2 separate regions of the Mus musculus genome follow, and region 2 is linked to region 1. The links are chromatin contacts, called in public promoter capture Hi-C maps. All regions are on one chromosome and are shown on one strand. Each heading gives the region's core, a stretch centred on a gene start, on an enhancer-like site or on the middle of the called end of the contact. The rest is flanking DNA. Distances are from core to core; before and after follow the strand shown.

Region 1 (5,496 bases), core at 2,663-5,162:
TGGATGTTGGAATGTCGAGGAGCTGCAGAGATGAGCTTCCTGGCACTGCTGCCGAGCCCGTGACATAGTCCACCTCCAGCCATCATTCAAGAAATCTGGGAAGACCCCAGACAGCACAGAGAGCCCTTCACACAGCAGTCTGCAGTTCACCCTGCCCTCAGCACACAGCAGTCTGCAGTTCACCCTGCCCTCAGAACCTCTCGAGGCACCCGACTCTGGGTGCTCAGAGAAGACCAGCTGCATTGGGAAGCTACCTTTTGGAGCTAATGGAAAGTGCGCGGCGTCTGGGAGGGCGCCGGAAGGGTGAACATTCTCTCACATTTGGAACTGGACATGTTCCAGATACTTTTCTGTCACTTTTCAGTAATTATTTATTCCTCGTGTGGTTTTATCAAAGGTAGTGATGTCGTGTGTAAGTTACTGTAAGAGCTAAAGGGAGGCGGATGTGTGGGATCTTACACTCGGGATCACTAGCTGCATAGCAAATAACCTTGTAATGAAGGGGTGTGTGCCTGATATTCTTCCTCTTAGGGTGCTTCTAGAAATAGCCCACACTTTGTACCCTTCAGCTGAAGGGACTTTCAGGCTTTAAGTTAAGCCTCTTTATTTTGTGGCTGTGCTGAATTGAGAAAGAGTTGAGTCATTTTCTCAAAATGCTTCAAGATTACATGGGAAGTCAGGGCTCTGTCCTTCCCCGGCCAATGGGTCCTAACTCTGCCCTGTGCCCTGCATCCCACCCCACAGCCACGTCCTTATCTGCCTGTGTGCCCATCTGTGACGCTGCTGTCTGCAGTCCTTCCTCTCTTCTCTGTGCAGTGGCCTGATGGCCTTTCCCCTTGAGAGCCCCTCAGTTGGTGCCCAGAGCAAGGGATGCTGAGCGCTCAGCAGTGCTTGTCCATTAGGACAGGTCTCTTCTCTCTTCCTCTGGGTCGTTGGCCATCTTCGTTGACCCAGCCCCTGGCTCCAGCCAGACCAATGACCCTCTCTGTTGTGTGCCGGGTCTTTGATTTAGAAATCTGTGACTCTCTTCCTCCCCTGCATTGTTAGCATGGCGTTCAGTAACACTTCTTTGGGAAGCAGCTGCCCTGACCTCTACTCCCGCCTTCCTCTCCACTCCACCTCAGGAAGGCAGAGTATTATTGAGGTTGTGGCTTCGTGTCTCACTCCTGTGAAGTTCTGAGAGTGAGGGTGTGTGAGGGCAGTTCTTACACCCCCAAAGATCAAAAAGAATGGCCAGATCTCCACTCACAAGTCCTTGCTCTCTGTCAGGAGACAGCGAGCATGACAGATAGTAATGGCTCCTAGTCAGACCTCTGTCTTGGAGCGTTCACTGAAGCCAAGGTAGGAGCCCCTCAGTGGCTAAAGTCACAGCTGTAGCTGCTAAGTTTAAACTCGGCTCTTTGCCACCAGAAAAATCACATTCAATACAGGACGAATTATCCCTGGTTCCTGTTTCTAAGACAGAGATAAATGGAAGTGGGTGGAAGGCAAGTACAAACAAGAAGGTATTTCAGAACTTTCGACATATACGTACTCGCTTGTGTCTGAGAAAGAGAGGAAGATAGGTGGACTTAAATGAAGCACTCATTAATGTATAGCATGTTTTAAGGTGAATCCAGGAGAGTTGAGTATTTGGGGGTTTGTTTTATTTTTAAGATAGGGTCTCCTGTGCTCTTGGCTAGCCTCAAACTCACTCCTTATGGGTGGCGGCTGGTCTTGAGCTCCTGATCTTCCTGCCTCTGCCTCCCAAGTCCTGGGCTGAAGGAGTGTAACACCATGTTCTCTAAGTGAAGATTTTATAAAGGGTTTGCTACTTGAAGGGCGTGGGGGCGTATTGAGACAGGGTTTCTCTGTATAGCCCTGGCTGTCCTGGAACTCACTCTGTAGACCAGGCTGGCCTCGGACTCAGAAATCCGCCTGCCTCTGCCTCCCAGATACTGGGATTAAAGGCATGAGCCACCACTGCCTGGCTGAGTTTGCTATTTTTAACAGTATTTCAGCAACAAAATATTTTGACTGCTATTTCAACTGAAAAGAATTCGAAGCCCAGCAAAGCTTTATGCTGCTGGTTTACCTTGTGCTGTTTTTAGGATATCCGACAATATGCTTTGTACCCTTGCTGGACTACCAGAACACCGAGTGAGTCTCTGTACCTCCGCAGCATGCAGAAGGTTCTGCATGTGTGATCTAGTCTTGTAACCATGGCGAAGACAGCACAAGCAGCCCAGGACAGACAGAAGGACATTGCCCACCTCCAAAACCTTAGCTCTTACTATGACAAAGAGAAGGGTATCCCTTTAAATGCTTTCATTTCTTGGTGACTACAGGTCAGGATTAGGAACTTTGCATGAACATTTCACATCACAGAAGTGCTGTAGGCTGACCTACAGTAGTTCTCTAGTAAAAGTCTGCCATGCATGCTTGGAAGTCCTGGAGGGAGCTCAGTTGTCACAGAGTTTACTCTGCTAGGTGACTGATAACAACACTAATTAACTCTAGGAAGCCCGCCAAAAGCTTATAAAAGGACTTATTACCACAGCCACCCACGTATCGTACAAGCCTGCAAGCAAGGCTGCTTTGTGGAACCGTGTGCCCTAGCAGTTCTAGGTTCACAAAGCACCATTAAGCCCCAGAGACAAACACTCTGAGATACTAGAAAGCACACCTCAAGTCTTTACATACACTGTAACAGAAAGCAGACATCTTCAGGCAAGCTCAAGAAAATAATTTGTACATTTATCTTTCTGTGGGCTGATGGGCAGGGTGGGAATGGCATGCAGTGTGCCGGCACCTACTCAGAGAGTCAGAGAAGGACTTGGCAGAAACACTTCTCCCCACTTTCTGAATGAAACGACCACAGCCAGAAACCTTCAGCAACTTGTATGGGGCTGAGCAGTTCTAAATGATGGAGCCTGGGTTTTAGGACTGAGTCCAAGCCCTCCCTTAACATTATACTCTCCTACACTCCGGGTGACACCCTTACAGAGAGTGCCACCACATCTACGACCCCCAGCCTTCTTTAAAGGAAGTCCCTTTATGGCTTATATTTTGTTAGGCATTTCTCTTAACTTCTGCTCTTACCCTGGAAATTGAGTTTTTAAATCTCCACATATAATCTTTGTTTTACAGGTTTTTTTTTTTTCCAAAATTTTTAGAATATAAATGTGGAAGCTCATTTAGCATTACTGGTCACCTAATAATAGAAACCAAATAACAAATTTTATTTTTCACTTAAAATAGTTGGTCTTTAGAATGGTTTTGCTTCTGAGGCAGGAGAGCCCAGGCTGATCAAACATCTTTGCTGGTGGGAGGATAAATTGATAAAATATTTTTGCAAACTAGAAAATACCATTCTATATCTGATGCTTTAGAAAATAAGCCCCTTACCCCGGGAAGTCTGCTGCTGATAGTCTATCATCAAAACTACTTTCCTGTACATAAATGCACGCCAGGTAGTCAAATGCAATGAATTTTTAAAAATTAGGTTAAATGGTTATATTGTATATAAACTACATCCAAATTTAGGAATGCTCTGCCTCAGCACCATTGTTCCTTTCTCTTTATAGTAAAGAATCCTGAAATAATTGAATTTTGAAATTCATAAAATGTTTCATTCATTGCTTCCATCTCGGGAGCTACATTGAGCTGCCAGTGACCCCAAGGAAATCTAAACAGACAGTTATTACAGCTGGTATCTAGTACATTATTTTACTTTGAAACTTAGGTTTTTAAAGTATTCCTTAACTTAAAGAGAATCATGTCAGGTACTTACATATCAGAAGGTGGCTAGGACCTCCGTTGTGGCAGTCCGTGTTTGCTCAGAATGGAGTTAGCTAAGCTGGGCATGTTGCTTTAAGAGTGATCGAGCAGGCGTCCTTTTATGGTGGTGCCTTTTTCCTGTCATCCTGTGACTGAGCATAGCCGTGATCAGTTAACCTCACATATGCTACGTGCTTTTTTTTCAAATGGGATGGGAAGTGAGATTTTTTTTCTGATACTGATTTTTAAAAACTGTTCAAAAGCCCCTTGGACTTTGTGAAATGCTCATATCTATGGAACTTTTAAATTTTTTTCAATAAGGATTTAAGTCTTAAAAGTTTTTTTTTTTTTTTTTAAGCAATAAGCTTTAAACAGAAAGAGGGAGGAGGGAGAGAGATAGGTATAGTTACTGGTGACCTTATGTTGATATTTTACATAAAGTTTAGGTTAAGGAAAAATGTCAAGTGTAATAGTGCTGTCTGCCTGGAGGCGTGGTGGTATCAGGAGTGTAGTGTAGAGTCTGAACCTGAACAGCTGTGTCAAAGATGGGTGTCTGTGGTGAGGGAGAAAGGCCTTCCTTGTGTGTAAGTTAGTTACATTTTCAGTGTCGAGAACAACTGACTGACTCAGTGGCAGTGGGCACAGAAAGATCTAGGACAGTTGGCAGACACGTTATTGAAGAGTTCAGCCTCAGGTACATAGTACCAGAGAGACCTGTTCTAGTCCCATGATGCCTTGAGCTCACTCCTTGAACCCAGCAGGTACTGCGTAGAGTGCTCTGAGCAAGCCAGAGAGGTGGCAGTCACCCATGCCCACCTGTGATCTAGCCTGCCATACGTGCGTGCTGCTTTTGGAAGACAGGCCTCACTTGTGCTGCGCCTGGGTGTTGGGGGACAGGGATTCCATGAGCAGAGAGGCTTAAGCCTCCCAGGACTACAGCCCCACCTTCCTGCAGAGTGGGGCTGTACACTGCTTCTGTCACCCATCCTTATTCAGGGAAATAGAAGATGGGTCAGGGGATGGGGGCTGCAGCAGATTTTCAAGCCAAACCTGCAGACAGCTCTCCCTTGTTTAAAATGGAATGTGCTTTAAAAGAAAAAAAACAAAACAAAACAAGAATGCTTTGGTAAACTGGTTGATTTTGAGGGATGCTATAGAGAGAATTGAGTCATTTTGATAGGAATCTGTAGCTTTATGCCCCCAGAGGCCTTAGAAGTTTTTCAAAATCACATTTTATTTATTTTGCATGTATGTGTTAGTGTGCTTACACATGTGCTATATATGTTTATAGCATGTGTGCCAGGGCATACATAGATCAGAGAACAACTTTTAGGGACAGATTCTCCTCTTCTGCCACCTGGATTCTAGGGATTAAAGGCTTGGTGACAAGTGACTATCTTGCAGCCTACCAGAGGTGGGTGTCCTCTTGGCCTAGGCTTCTGTAGAATTGCCTTTCAGTTGTGCTGTTGAAGGTCTGCAGAGGAAAACCAAAGAGCAAGCACCAAGTCAGTGGGATTCTTGGGCACCCACTTGGTTATGTATAAAATAAAGGCAAGTGAGAGCCAAGGTAAGTCAGCCTTATGATGTGGATTCGAAGACTTTGTGACTTGATAGGTAAACTTGGCATAACCTAGAACCAGTTCACCTTATACACCCACCATTGAGGGCTCAGGATGTGGCCGAGTGCAGAGAGCATTAGCATGTGCCAGGCCCTGGCTTATATTCCTAGCACTGCAT
Region 2 (5,601 bases), core at 444-2,943, 670 kb after region 1:
CACCCTTCCACATTGAATGAAATGTTAAAAGTTTCCTTCTAGCTGATTATAACCGGGTCCTCACCAGTCCTCACTCTTCCTGTATGTTGTTCAAGAGGCACTAATTGTTCGATTTGGCAGGTTTAACACTTCCTGACAGAGGCTATTAAAGGCAAGTATTCTCCAATAACTGTCACCGGCTGGAACAAAGAGCCTTCCAACTCAATGTGTGGAAGCCATGACATTCTTAAATGACCCGTTTCATAGATTTTTTTTAAAATTTTATCTTTTTAAACTAAAATTTGGAGATGCAGGGTTGGTGCAAGCATCAAGGTATAGAAAGCGAGTAAAGCTTGATTTTGGGGCAGGGAGCAAGACAGAGCTTTATCTCTGACTTGAAAACAATTGTTATTTGGAAAATCTCATTAGCAGATGTGACTGCTTGGAGTAAAAAAAGACTTAAAACTGGTGTCGCTTTCAGGATTGCTTTGAACTTAACAAGCACCTATTTGTGGAGCAGACTGGCTAATGAAAGGAAATTAAATTTTTCTGACAACTTCCCGTTCCAGCCTCCTTATTCAGGGATGCTGTTGGGTACTGAAGACTTTTAAGGAAGAATTTCTTTTCTTTTTCTAAAAACTGGACATAAATGAAGCAGTTATTTTCCCCTAGTCCCAGTTTGGGGATTGGGGAGTCTACTGTGATTGCTCTTCATTTTAAATGTAGTAATTTAAGAGCTTTAAAAATGCCAGGCTTCCCTTGAATGCCTTGAAATTGTGGAAAAATTCCTGCATATTTATCAACTGGTGGTTCTAGAACATTGCTGGTGGTGCATATAGTGCCACTGGATTAGAAAAATTAATTGAATTGAGAAAGTGGCTTCAGAGTTCTTGTCATTATGTCGAAAATTTGTGCATAGAGTTTGCACAGTGTATATCAGGTGAATGGCTTTGGCTGGGGCAGTTTGTTGAAGCGGTTTTAAGTGTTACTGCTGACAAATGGCGGGGACGGATGCACTTGTGAGTCGGTAACGCAGGCCTGTCTTGGACCTCAGGGAGGAGTCCTTACCTTGTTCTTCGGAGTTTCACTGAACTTTAATTTATGTGCCTAGTACAACTGTAAAGATAAAATATGTACCTGAAGAATTGGTTAAGAAAATATAATGGAAATCACAAGGTTTCTTCTTTTTTTTCTTTTTCTTTCCTCCCTTCCTTTCTTTCTTCTTTTTTTTCCTTTTTTTTTTAAACAATTGCTAATTCTTACAGATACTGGAAATTTACTTATTTCTAGAAAATTGATAGAGCTCCTCCCAAACAATAGACAATCAACTCCCCCTGCTGACAGAATCTAGGAAAACACAGTGTGTAAATAGACAAGGGGGCTGCAGACAAGCTTTAATGATCTGATTTACAATTCAGTATTGATTGTAAACATCTAAAATCTGCCATTAAATCCCAGCAACTGCACCGAATCATTGGCAATTCTGGTCATGTTTCCTGCCAGCTCATTTCAAACTGCTTTGAGTTTCTTAATATAATAACGACGAAGGAGAATTTACATTCCACTTATGGTATTAATTTTACATTTCTCTGAATGAAAAGGGTTAGAAGGTTGTAAAATTGAACATTAAATGAATCAGAGGAGACAGTAGTGCAATATATGACTGCCCTAAAGACATTGTGCAATGTCTCATGGGATTAATGTTGAGTCTCATTTCCTGCCTTTACAGGATGCAGATGAAGCTGTCAGAATTGCAAGGGAAATTGGTAAGTCCTTAAATTAACTTTGGTAGTGTTTCTGTGTCTTTCAGCAGATACGGTTGAGCAAACGTGTAATAAGTAATTCCCATAGAGCAAATAATATTTTAATAGTTTTTGGTTTCTATTACTTGTGGCTCTAGAATTTATCAGTTGAATTACCATATTCTCTTATTAAAGTAGGACTTGTAGTCACTTGATCTTAGTTTGGTTCTTTTATAAGATGAACTCACTAGCTAATTAAAACGAATAATTGTCTGAAGAGTCTTGAGGATTGGACACAGTTTGTATTTAGTTGTGTGTGAGCACTCGGCTGTGGTCTGTTGTAATGTGAAGGACACAGCACACAGGATTCAAATGAAGGTGCCCTTGACAAGCTTGTTCAAGTTCTTACCTTTTTCTAAAATGGAAAATATCAACTTAATAGCTTTGCTAGGAAAGAAAGATGCAGTAGAAAGTGGGAGGTGAGAGCTGGATAGGCTAAGCAAGTGAATATATATATATATATGAAGTTTCAAGTATATTCCTCTTGCTCATGAACACAGTTGTCTTCTGTAGTGTCTAAATGGAGAAAATAGGAAAAGAGAACAAAGCTTTGAAACCTATAATTTTGAGTCAGATCAATACATGTGTATACCTATGGAAAGCTGTGGCTAGGCAAGGGCCTCAGACAACACTTTCTGTCAGGCTTACAGCAACATCTTAAAACAATCTGTGCTGCTAGCTACATTGTTTCAGGAAGCCATATACTAATATTTTAGTAGTCCTGTTTTCTCAGTGTGGTTTGTTACTCAGAATTTTTGTCTATGATAGGAGAGCATTTGATTTGGCAAAGTTTGTATATTCCAAAGTGATCATGGACATTAAGATATTCTTGTAAATGAGACAAGCTAGCATAGAGTTCTTTGGTCTGGTGTTCTTGAGCTATCAGCTTCCTCAGCATGCTCTTCTGTGATTGGCTTGTTGTGTACTGCTTCTGTTGGGTATGGCTAAATTATTTTGGTTTTGGTCATTTAAGTCATATTAAGTGTTCTTTGTTGTTTGTTTTGAAAAACTGCCTTGGATATAAGGCCAGTACATATAAGATACTATTTTATCTGTCGAGAACATCTGTATTAATTACTTCCTCAGCGTTGCCAGCATCTTTAGAAGCTTTTCCCTATTGTACTAATTTCACAGTAAGACTTGGTAGGTTATATAATGCTGCTGTCTGTGGGTTAAATCATTGGTCCTTTTATTCCCCATGAAGCACTCAGCAGCTTCTAAGACTGTCCTAAAGTGGTTTAATTTTATTAATACACTTTTAAACTCAAATTGGGCTCTTTTTAGTCATAGCTTAGATATTACCACCTATCCAAGTCATCTATGAGAATATTTTGTAATAAATGATTGTCATATTTGGAGGAATTTTGGAAAGCAGGAGGGCTAGAGTCTACACTAGGATCATGTGCCTGTGACATGCTGTGAATTACACATCTTACACTCAAGAACACTTTCTTTGGTGACACAGTATTCAAGTCTGTGTGTGTGCACATGCGCGTGAGCCCTTTGGTGATGGATCAGGTTTTTCCTACTCTTATTGAGATATCTCACACTTATATTATGGTTTGGATGGCCATTGTAAGTTTACTTAAGGGTTAAAGTAGACCTTGAGTCCATGGGAAAATATATTCCCAAGTGTGAGCAACAGAATTATAAACATATATTTGAACCTATTTTATTTTTTGTTTGTTTTCTTTTGTAGTGTCATTTTCTGGATTTTCTTGTGTGATTTATGTTTCTGTTTCTGTTTTCTTTTTCCTCTTCTGTGTTGCTGGGGAATCAGGATCTAGAGCTTATTTTGCAAGGCCTACACACAGCCACAGAGCTGTGCTCCTCCACTCTGTGCACAGGTTGTTGCCTTTTCCCTCTTTTTTGTGCTATGTGGTAGAAACAAAATCTTTCTGTGCTCTCCCACTTTCAGGTCTGTGTTTCTTTTCTGGAAGCATTTATCTATACTGCCAGAGGTGGAAAGTAATTGTTGGCCACTGTTGTGTTTTTTACGTAACTGTAGCTTTTAGTTTGGAACATTTGTTTCCATGTACCATCTACTTCAGAAATGCCATTTTTTTTTATTATTGAAAAAATTTACTATAATTACAATTCAGATTTCATACATGGGTGTGTCCTTGATGATTCCCATCCCTTTCCTTCTATTTCTTCTAATTCTTCCCTTTCGCTCTCATTGTGAAATACATGCTTACAGTTGTGGCTATTAAATAGAAGCTTGCTAGTGTCCTGAGCAGACTGGAAGGAAGAGAAGTCATAAAATTTGAAGTGAAATGAAACACGGTAAAGAAGTTTTACAAGGCTTTAGGGATTTCCCTGAGAACCCTCCAGATCACACAGACACCTCCTGTGAATACCTTTTCTTACTGTGCTGTCATCCAGACACATTACAAAGTCACTTTTCTGTAATCTCTATTCAGTTTTCTCTGCCAAAGTAGTAGTGTTCTGTATTGGTTTATTGTACTTTATAATATATTTTGGTTATACCCTCATATATACAATATTGATTAGTTCTTACTTAAACAAAACATAATGATGATATTATAATTAATATTCACCATTAACAAATAAAGATTATATTTAATATCAAAATAGTATTAAATATACTCGTTGCACATATTTGTAACTGTGAATAAAAATAATTTTATTAAAATATAAATATATCAATACATAATAATTTATTTTTGTACATTTAAGGCAAACCGAGGAAAGACAAAATATATGCTTTCTTCACTCTTGTTTTAGTTTCAGTTTTCTATTTGGAGAACCTCATTCTTTTTTAAGGGCACAGTTGTTGCAGAAATGTAGCTAATGCATCATTGGACTGTGGCATTATTGGTTTGTGTACACTGAACCATCCTCACATTCTTGCACTGAATCCAACCTGGTCCTGGTGGAGAGTCTCTTTTTTTTTTTTTTTTTTTTAACCGTCTTTTTGTTGTTGTTGTTTTTTGTTTTTTGAGACAGGGTTTCTCTGTATAGCCCTGGCTGTCCTAGAATTCACTTTGTAGACCAGGCTGTCCTCCAACTCAGAAATTCGCCTGCCTCTGTCTCCCGATTGCTGGGATTAAAGGCGTGCACCACCACGCCCGGCTTATTAACCATCATTTTAATTTCCTTGACTATTACAAATCCTTTAAAGTTATTTCTATAGGTCATTATAGCATTATAGGTCATGTGTGTTTGGAACTTCTTTCTTTTACTTCCCAGGCTTTTGGAATATAAGTTTTTAAAAGTACTGTGTAATGATTCTCTGGGTTTTGTTGGAGAGAGAGAGGGGGGGGGGGATTCAGAGAGGGAGAGAAAGGAGGAGAGGGAGGGGAAACAGGGTCTCACTGTGTTCATTTCTAATTAGTGTCTTCTCTCCCTTTTTTTGTTCATTTGGCCATGAATTTGTTCATCTTATTTTTTTCAAATATCAGCTCTGTTTGATTGATTCTATGCTTCCTTTAGTCTCCATTCTATTAATTTTACCCTGATATTTATTATTTTTTAACTTATACTGCTTTGGGGTTTGAATTCTTGTCTTTCTAGGTCCTTGATCTATGTCATTAGGTTATTTGAGATTTTTTTCTAAGACTTTACTGAAAACTCTGACCTGCAAACTCAAGAGGAGATTTTCTGGGCTTCCTTAGCTGTATTTGAAAGGTTCTGCCAAGTTGTGTTTTCATTCCCTTTTAGAAACTTTGACCATTTCTTTCTGATTTCTTCAGTGATTCAAGGGTTAGATGCTCTATCTTCATGTGTTTTCATGGTTTCTGTAGATTTTCTCACTACTAGTTTCTAGTTTCATCACACTGATATTATAAGCCAGAAA

Evidence for each region. Promoter capture Hi-C pulls out the DNA fragments that hold promoters and counts their contacts.
Region 2: a contact with region 1 is called in a promoter capture Hi-C map of pre-B cells, with 4 times the contacts expected there. The contact joins the enhancer-like site here to the promoter of Gpr183 in region 1. A contact is called at or near these places in 11 of 39 promoter capture datasets (the 3T3-L1 cell line, the C10 cell line, cranial neural crest and 5 more).

What each region holds. Positions count from the first base shown.
Region 1 is chr14:121,961,281-121,966,776 of GRCm38.p6, forward strand. It overlaps Gpr183 (G protein-coupled receptor 183), which reads right to left and starts at 3,913. Exons shown (of 2, transcript NM_183031.2): 1 at 3,773-3,913. The region is part of intron 4 of Ubac2 (ubiquitin associated domain containing 2); the gene reads left to right.
Region 2 is chr14:122,636,673-122,642,273 of GRCm38.p6, forward strand. Pcca (propionyl-Coenzyme A carboxylase, alpha polypeptide) reads left to right here. Exons shown (of 24, transcript NM_144844.2): 8 at 1,709-1,745. Among named protein-coding and RNA genes, the nearest start is that of Gm46487, 9.0 kb to the left of the region's middle. Within about 2 kb of position 1,694, at least 18 of the 459 cell types and tissues checked have an H3K27ac peak or open chromatin away from gene starts, as enhancers often do. A contact at or near this core is called in pre-B cells, where this site is marked.